Regions from separate parts of the Rattus norvegicus genome. Here region 2 is linked to region 1. A link is a contact called in public Hi-C data. All regions are on one chromosome and are shown on one strand. Each heading gives the region's core, a stretch centred on a gene start, on an enhancer-like site or on the middle of the called end of the contact. The rest is flanking DNA. Distances are from core to core; before and after follow the strand shown. Region 1 has its middle 89 kb from the start of Irx4. Region 2 has its middle 540 kb from the start of Irx1.

What was found. Hi-C and Micro-C count contacts between places; a contact is called where the count stands out from the background.
Region 2: a Hi-C map of Schwann cells shows a contact between it and region 1, with 6 times the contacts expected there. The contact joins two enhancer-like sites. A contact is called at or near these places in 2 of 12 Hi-C or Micro-C datasets (the A7r5 cell line and Schwann cells).

What each region holds. Positions count from the first base shown.
Region 1 is chr1:31,955,078-31,959,220 of GRCr8, reverse strand. No RefSeq gene overlaps it. Among named protein-coding and RNA genes, the nearest start is that of Irx4, 89 kb to the right of the region's middle. Within about 2 kb of position 1,725, at least 10 of the 93 cell types and tissues checked have an H3K27ac peak or open chromatin away from gene starts, as enhancers often do. A contact at or near this core is called in Schwann cells, where this site is marked.
Region 2 is chr1:33,657,850-33,661,744 of GRCr8, reverse strand. No RefSeq gene overlaps it. Among named protein-coding and RNA genes, the nearest start is that of Irx1, 540 kb to the right of the region's middle. Within about 2 kb of position 1,359, at least 14 of the 93 cell types and tissues checked have an H3K27ac peak or open chromatin away from gene starts, as enhancers often do. A contact at or near this core is called in Schwann cells, where this site is marked.

The sequences.
Region 1 (4,143 bases), core at 476-2,975:
CACTTAGCCATGACGGTGCTCTAGAGCCTGACCCTTCCACAGCCCAAAGTCTGGATACATGGATGAATTTCAAATCCTATATGTTTGTCCCTCTCTGAAGTCCATTTACCCAATTCTTTGCAAATCTAGCGACTGGGATTAAAACATAAAACAACATTTGCAGTGTTGCTGTATGTGAAATCTAGAACTCTCTTTCAGTTTCTGACAGTTTATTTAATGGATGCCTAGAATGGGCCTGACATGCTAAAATAACTACATCACCAGTCTGCCTGAGATAAAGGAACTCCCATCTCCTATGAGATCTGCCCCGTTCTGTGCTCTCCCTGACCCTCAGTATGAAATCTAGAGTGAATCTAGAAGTGGCTTGGGGAGTCCACTGAGGGCTTGGAGGGCCCACTGATAGTAACAAGACAGGATGTGGGTGTCTTAAGCCCTGTGTATCCCTATGGCCAGGATCCCTTCTGCTGGACAGAGAACTGGGGACACATACTCCCTCCAATGAATGGGCACTTACCTGCCTGCCCAGGTCTGCTGCGGGTCACAGAGCCTGACAGCCCTGCTTCGTCCTCTGCAAGTATATAATGCTCTGACTCACTTTCCTCCTTTACAAAAGGAGAACGAACAGGAGCAGAAACAGATCACTAGATGTAGGGGTTGAGAGTGATGGGTTTGTGTGCATGTTTCTCAGTACCAAGACAAAGAGCCCCGCCGCCGCTCCCCCCACCCCCTGAAAGCTAGGTACCCCTGTTGATCCCATCCATGCATGCATACTGATAAGGTCTGTTGCCTACAGCAGGGAGGGAGACGGCCCGAGTCCCACCGGGAGACAAGGCTAAGGTACTTCCGGTGGTCATAGACGAAAACTAACACAGTTGAATCTGTATTCAGCTTTGCGGACACTGCAGAGCCAGGTGAGGACCCCACCTTCCTAGGCTGCTGTGGAGAAACAGAGGCCTTTAGCAGGAAGCTCTCAGAAGCTCAGGCCTACAGGGAAGGCACCCAAGAGCCAGAGGTGTCCTTGACAGTGATAAAGATGGGCGTGAAGAGGCGTGCAAGTGACAAATTGTGGGATGAAGAGCAAGAGCCCAGGGCCGCTGCCTGGCTGCCTGGCTGCCTGGCTGCCTGGCTTGGAAACAGGCCTGTCACTCTGCTGAGACCTGTGTCTGGCTTCCCAGAGGCCCAGGAGGCTGTAACCCCTTCACACTTTACTGCCGCTGAAGCTGCCTCTGTGATTTGACACATTAAAAACAAGTTCAGGCGGGGCTCCTCTCCAGTGAAATGGAACCTGGGAATGACAGGCTTCCTTCCCCAGCCGAGCCATTCCTGCCTCCGTGCTCGCCAGCTCAAACTGGAGCCTTACAAAAGGAATGGCCCAGAATGCCGGCGTGAAGCTGGACAGTAGTACCAGGTTTACAGTGCTCTCCAATCTGGAGGAGAGGACAGAAGGAGCTGACAGAAGGCCTGCAGAGGTGTCTTTCTAGTCTCGAGATACTTCGAATTGTGAATATGTGAAGCCTGGAAATTTCTCCAGGGAGCGCCTGGGGCCCGCCTCACATACAACAGTGCTAACATCCGGCCTGGCCCTCCCCAGTCCTGCTCCTCCTACTCGGCCCTTGACTGGTCCCAATCCTTGCCACCTCTTTGCACCTCTTTGTCTGTCTCAATTTGCTTCCACTCTGAGCAGGCTGGGAGCAACGGCGAGTCCGCAGACGGCCAGCAGAGGGCGCGCTGCCTGGAGCTCTCCCCTTCCTCAACGGCGCGCAGCTCAGGACCCAGCTGGACCCTGCTGGACCCTGTGGACCCGGCAGACCAGGCTCGCAAAGGGAGCCGAGGTGCCTTCCTGAGTCTGCTTGCCTGGACTATAGAAAGCAGGGGGCGCAGCGGCATCCCGGGCGATGGCCCATGTACAAGTCAAATGCATTTGTGCCACCTGTTGGCTTCGGGCTCGTACTGCACATACAGGGAGGTGGCTGCTCCCTCTGGCCTCTGGAGTCCCCTCCTCACCCACTTGCCATGGAGGTTCAGTATGCAGGACAGCCTGAAGGCGTATTTCTTTTAAGACTGTAACATTTCTGAATCTGTTTCTTAATCCAGTATTTAATTTAGTTTCATATGAGTTTAGATTAATGTCATGAAAGCCTTGTAGATTAATTTGCTGGTCGTTTTTTAAGTTCAAGCAGACTTCCACTGATATGAAAATAGCCATGGTAGACAATGGGAGTCCTCTTATCTACCCACATGCATTTGCGTACTTTTTACTGAATGCATCTTTTAAAATACTGTAGGCTATTTAATCAATTACCTTAGAAATGAACACAGAGAATCATGTGGAATTCAGAGTTTCTGGCAATACATTTTGTGAACATTGTTAAACACAACTCTGCAGTGTCTGAGCTGGGGTCTCAGGAACTGAGCCTTGTCCGTGCGGTGCAACCTGGGTTTCAGAAATGCCTAGAAGGTGGCCTGGAACCCACACTGCTACTCAAATCAGCATTAGCACCTCATAAAGAAGGAAGAAATGCGAGGGCTTGTTAGAACAAGGTGAGTTTTTGCTGTTCCAGGATCACAGTTATCCTGTGATCTATTGGGAGCGTGTCCTTCTAGATTTTCCTTTAGGGTAAGCTCTATCATGAAACACGTGGGAAAAAATAGGATTACAGCTGCAAGTGTCCTGTTAGTGTTGACAGCATCCAGAGAAGGTGGCAAAACTCAACATCTCAGCTATCTCTGGCTGCGGGCAGAAGCTTCCTCTACCCCCAGTAGGCCAACCTCCCCACCTCTATTAACAGACACAGGAGAGCAAGCCGTAACTTAGTATGGTCATGAAATGGTCTTCTGGAGTTTGTGAGAGTATGCACATTTTCATTTAATAACTTTTTATGCACAGGAAAAATATGTTTATCCATTTCCTGTGAAAATATATTTGCCTCATAGCTCACAAAATCTAGCCAGGAGTATTTTGACTGTGTACATGTGAAGGATAGGGAAGTAAGGAGGTATACAGATTTGCTACTCGTAGATATATGTATACCAACTACATAATGCGTGTTGTGTGTAGAATACTACCCGGGATGTACATGTAACATAGTTACAGCTGTACAAGTAGAATACATGTGTAATGTAATCATTGTGTCTTATATCCAAAGGCCACTTATTTACAGTAAAGGTTGGAGAAGACCATCAGGTATGCTGGGCTGCGATTAGGTGGTACTTGGTAAAGGGGCTTGGTAAAAGGTGAGCACCATGGGGTTCATGTGCTAATATGGACTCTAAAGATAGAAGTTCACAGATCGTGTGTTAAAACTAGCATGTGACCGCCACACCGTTTTAATGACACCTCCAGTCCCGTACACCAGCAAAGAACCTCAGCCATTTCAAAGCATCCTCATACCACAGCCAGAGCCAGAAGAGGCACCACTGTGAGTAAGTGGGGAGAGTTCCTGGAATACGGTGAGGAGAAAATGGGGCCTGAAGTTTTTCCCATTAGGAATAGAAATGGTGAAATGATAATGGAAATCTAGTAAAAAATGAACAATGTCAGGGACATTTACATTCAAGAAAAATCTTTACAGTGGGAGAGGTAGGCATGATAAACTATTTTTAAGAGATTGTCAGTTAATGATATGTCGTAGGAATCCAGAGGGTCTCTTTCCATCTCAGGACTCTGGGTAACATCCCTGCTTGCATCCTATAGATGCAGCTGCATAGGCAGACATTCAGCCTATCAGGCCCCTCGGCCCCCTGCACATGTGTGTGCATCTGCTGAGCAGAGAACTGATGAGTGCAGACCAGGCCATTCAGCACACGAAGGCCCAGGTTCAGAGCAGTGGGGATGATAATGCCCACCTCCCAGGACTTCCTCCTGCTCAGAAGCATAGCTCCCTTCTCTGTCACAGCTCAGAGAAAACACGAAGAATGGGTGTTAGCATAAATGTCCTCTACCGACCAAATGACACAAGTATAAAACACTAGAGCGGCTTTCAATCGTGTGTTTAACTGGTGTGCATTGACAGTTTCAGGCACATACTACACACTGCAAGAAGAAAAGCATGTTTCTGGTTCTTCACCGAGTGCTTATCAAATTCTCGGCCCTTGAGGACAAGGATGCTGGTTGCTCAGATCCCACCTGTTCAGGGGACACTG
Region 2 (3,895 bases), core at 110-2,609, 1.7 Mb before region 1:
TGTGTCTAGTGCTATTATACATACAATTCCTTTAATAGTCAATACATTCACTAGCTCACCGCAGCGTTCGCGCTACATCCAGGGTGTCCAGAACCCTCTTCTGCCCTCCAGGGCCACTGTACTTCCGTGTCCATACACTTTACACATAGATAAAATGGAGCGCGCCAGAAACAAACAACAGTGCATGTACGATGGCAGGCCAACAGTCCCAGGGACGCCATGCTCTCGGGGCCACACTCCGGCCTCTGATAAGTACTTCCTGCTACAGACAGGAAGCTGTGGGGAAGCAGCCCTTCCCCTCTACAGTACGAAGGAAGTCTCCCCAGTTAGAAGCTCTCTTGGCCAGTGCTACCTTGTAGGGAGGATAGCAATTTATAGCCATGGCTTGAAGATCGGGGAAGGCATGCACATGTGGAGTGTTGACACCCACTTCTGCCCAGAAAGCTCACAGGAGGGCATGCTTTCCCTGGGCCCGGCCCGTCTCTCCTTACCACATCGCTCCGATAGGAGCACAGGTCCAGCTTAGATTCAAAGGAGACAAAGGTGCACAGAATTGTGTCCTTCAAAGTCCAACAGAATGTGGCAAGTCAGTTGTCCCTACTTCCTGGTATCTTCTGTGCCTCTTTGTTTAAGACTGGCTTGAAGGTCGTCTTTCCCTCTTGCCTTCTGGGGACAGGACACTTAGAGTTTTCTTTCTTTCTTTCTTTCTTTCTTTCTTTCTTTCTTTCTTTCTTTCTTTCTTTCTTTCTTTTTTTCTTTCCTTCCTTCTTCCTTCCTTCCTTCGTTTCTTCCTTCCTTCCTTTCTTCCTTTCTCTCTCTCTCTCTCTCTCTCTCTCTCTCTCTCACACACACACACACACACACACACACACACACACACAAAACTGCACTGACTAGCCTTGCTCAAAACTAACAAATTGGAGTGGCAGTGTCACTGTTCCTCTGGCTTTGAGCTCAGAGACTGGCAACGTTCTGTTATAAGCATCCACCCAGACCACGAATTTCTTTGCAACAGCTTCTCCTGTTTGTCTTTCTTTCCTGAATGTGAGAACCTGCTTTCTGGTTGGAAGTCCGGCAGACCTTAGCTGTAGGGTTGGAGAGGTCAGGATCCTGGCTTACTGGTAGAGATGACAACCAGGACTTACCTGCATTGTTTCAGCTACTGCCAGGCACCTCCAAATCTTCCCCAAAACTCACTAGCAAGGTAGAGGGAGGAGCACCAGCGTCGGGGCCGCATTTGCGCGTATCGGCCTGTAGGGGGTGCAAGCGCTCCACTGCGGCCCTGCGGACGCCTGCGTGCAGGGTCAGACCCCACGCTGAATAGGCCTTTATCACGGAACAGAGCCGGCTTTCTAAGGATCCAGCCTTTAAGAAAGGGATCAAATCAGCATGCGTTTTGACAGTGTAAGCTGCAGTCTTCAACTCAAAGCCCTGAGCGAGAGCTCAGAGAAGGAGGGAGCCCTTCCTCAACCGTGAAATACCATCCAAATTCCCCAGCGCTGCATCTGCAGGATCATTCCAGTAGATTCTAAGAGCAGTGGCTCCCCAGCCATGCATGCACAAGCTGGCTGCTTTGTGCAAGTGGAGGAAACACAGCCAGAGGCTGCATCTTTGGAAAAGAGCTCCTTGAAGGCTCTGGGAACATGGGACTGTCCTGTTGTTCATGGAGTCAGAGAGAAAGACTGGGTTTTTTCTCCGAGTCCCTACTTAAAATGACTAAGCGAGTTCTCTGTGGTGAGAACCCTCCAGAGGGTCCACTGTTAGTCTCCAACCCAGAAAGCGGGCTCAGAAGCTAGAAAGCCATTTCAGGGCCACACCCTGGTCTCAACTGTGGACTCCCAGGAGGTTGGAAGTCTGCGGGGCCAGAGTCCAGGTCCGCATACCGCAAGTGGTCAGTGATGCATGACTGATGCCCGCGTAAGAGGCCGCTGGCCTGTGGGCTACCTCTGCTCCTTCTGGAACCTCCATTCAGACGCCATTACTCAGCACATTTGAAGAGCGGGTGCTTGAATAAGAGCACTTAAGAAAATGAAGGAAGGCTTTATCTACTCTTGTCTCAAATAACCAGGCAGAGGGGATTACGGTTAGAGAGGATGGAACAAAAGCAGGAAAATCATTTGTGGTGATAGAAATGGGAACTTAAGCAAAGACTCTTAACGTATGCTTCTATCAGATCCTCAAATTAACTTCATTGTTAGAAAAGAAAGAAAAAACCCCCACCATTTAAGAACAACCTTTCTACACAGAAGGCACGAGACTGGTGTGTGTGTGTGTGTGGGGGGGTGTCACGAAGTCTAAGAGAACGTTTGGAAGTCAGGGAGGCTGGTACTTGAGACTGAGGGGTAATAGTTCCCTAGCACTAAAGAGAAGTGCTCTAAAGCTGTTTTAATACTGGGGGATTTTCATGGAGATCTTGTAAAGACGGCAAATTTTTATTTTCAGAGTTCTCCAGGTCGTACGGCCAGTAAGACACGTGCAGCGCACTGTTAATATAGACAGTTGCTTTCCAAGTGTGTCAGAGCACCTGGGTGCTTTGGAAACATATACATTGAAGTAATGCAAAGAAGATTGGAAAATGTACTTTTTAGGTCACCCGGTCCTTTTTCTTTCTTCCACTTACTGGAATCTTGTCAGTTGGTTTTCATACAGAGAGACAGTGACAGAGGAAAGCATTGTTTCCAGGATCCCCCTGTTCACAGGGGCTTCTGGGTTCTGATGATGAGAGCAGGGCTCTCTGCCCACATGTCCACCTTCATAGGAAAATGACCCTGATATCCAGACACGGACTGACACTGAGAGCCTGTGCCCCACCACAGACCCTTCTTTATATTTCTCATAATCTACGGAGCATTGATCCTCTGGGGACTCCGTACATCATACTGACATTCTTTTCTCAACCTAATGGTTTGTTTTATTATCTGAGAAGTGTCTCCGCTGAACTGTTATTTTAACCCCTCTGTGACCATGAACCTGCATTTCATCCAGAAGCCAGCGGAGGCAAAACTGTACGCACCAGTGGTTCAGGGTGAACACTGGAAGCCTGCCCCGGAAAATGAGAAATAAGTAAGTATCTTCCTGTTAGACTTTCTAATTCCACCTCTTTCCACCCAGTGTTTAAATGTATCTCTGTCGCTTTGAACTCTTCTGTGACCAAGACTGACATGGAAACATCTAGAAAGGATGTTACATGGATTCTTAGGTTTCCTAAATATTGGTCTTTTGATTTTTTCATTATTTTTTGTTAGTTTGCTCTTTTCATACTTATGTTTATTTTATTTACCTCAGGAAACCTGAGGGTCCAGGTGTTCACTTAGCATTTCAGGATGGATCCCGACGTAGCTAAGGAAGACACATGATTGAACTTTGCTTTTTCAGAATTTCAAGTATGAAGTGTTGTGGTCAATATTTTACCTAGTCACATAAGAAGAATGCTAATTTAGTCAAAAAGAGAGGGAATTTGGTTGAAATCAATAGACACACAATTTCTGACTCTCTCCCTCTATTGCGGTTCCCCTTCAGTAGAGCCTTAATGCTAGGCTCCCCGGCACAGACAAGGTGAAGCACACATCAGTCACCATAACTCACTATAGATAATCTGGGAACTTGAAATTCCAGATGTATCCTCCAATTGCTGGCATTGCTAAACTCCTAAAGGAATAGTTCATAAAAATTTGCAAACATTTCCCTGTGTGTTGCAAATATTCACAGCTAGTTTGCAGAAATGGTCTGCAATTAGTCTGGAGCACAAGGCACAGAACAAGGAGGCAGAGAAATCAGACAGGGACATCGAGTAGACAGCATTTCACCTCACACCTCCCTGTCCTCTGCTCCTTGAGCAAGATCTGCACAGAACTGGGCATGTCGACAGTCCATCATGGACAGTGGAGGAGATCAC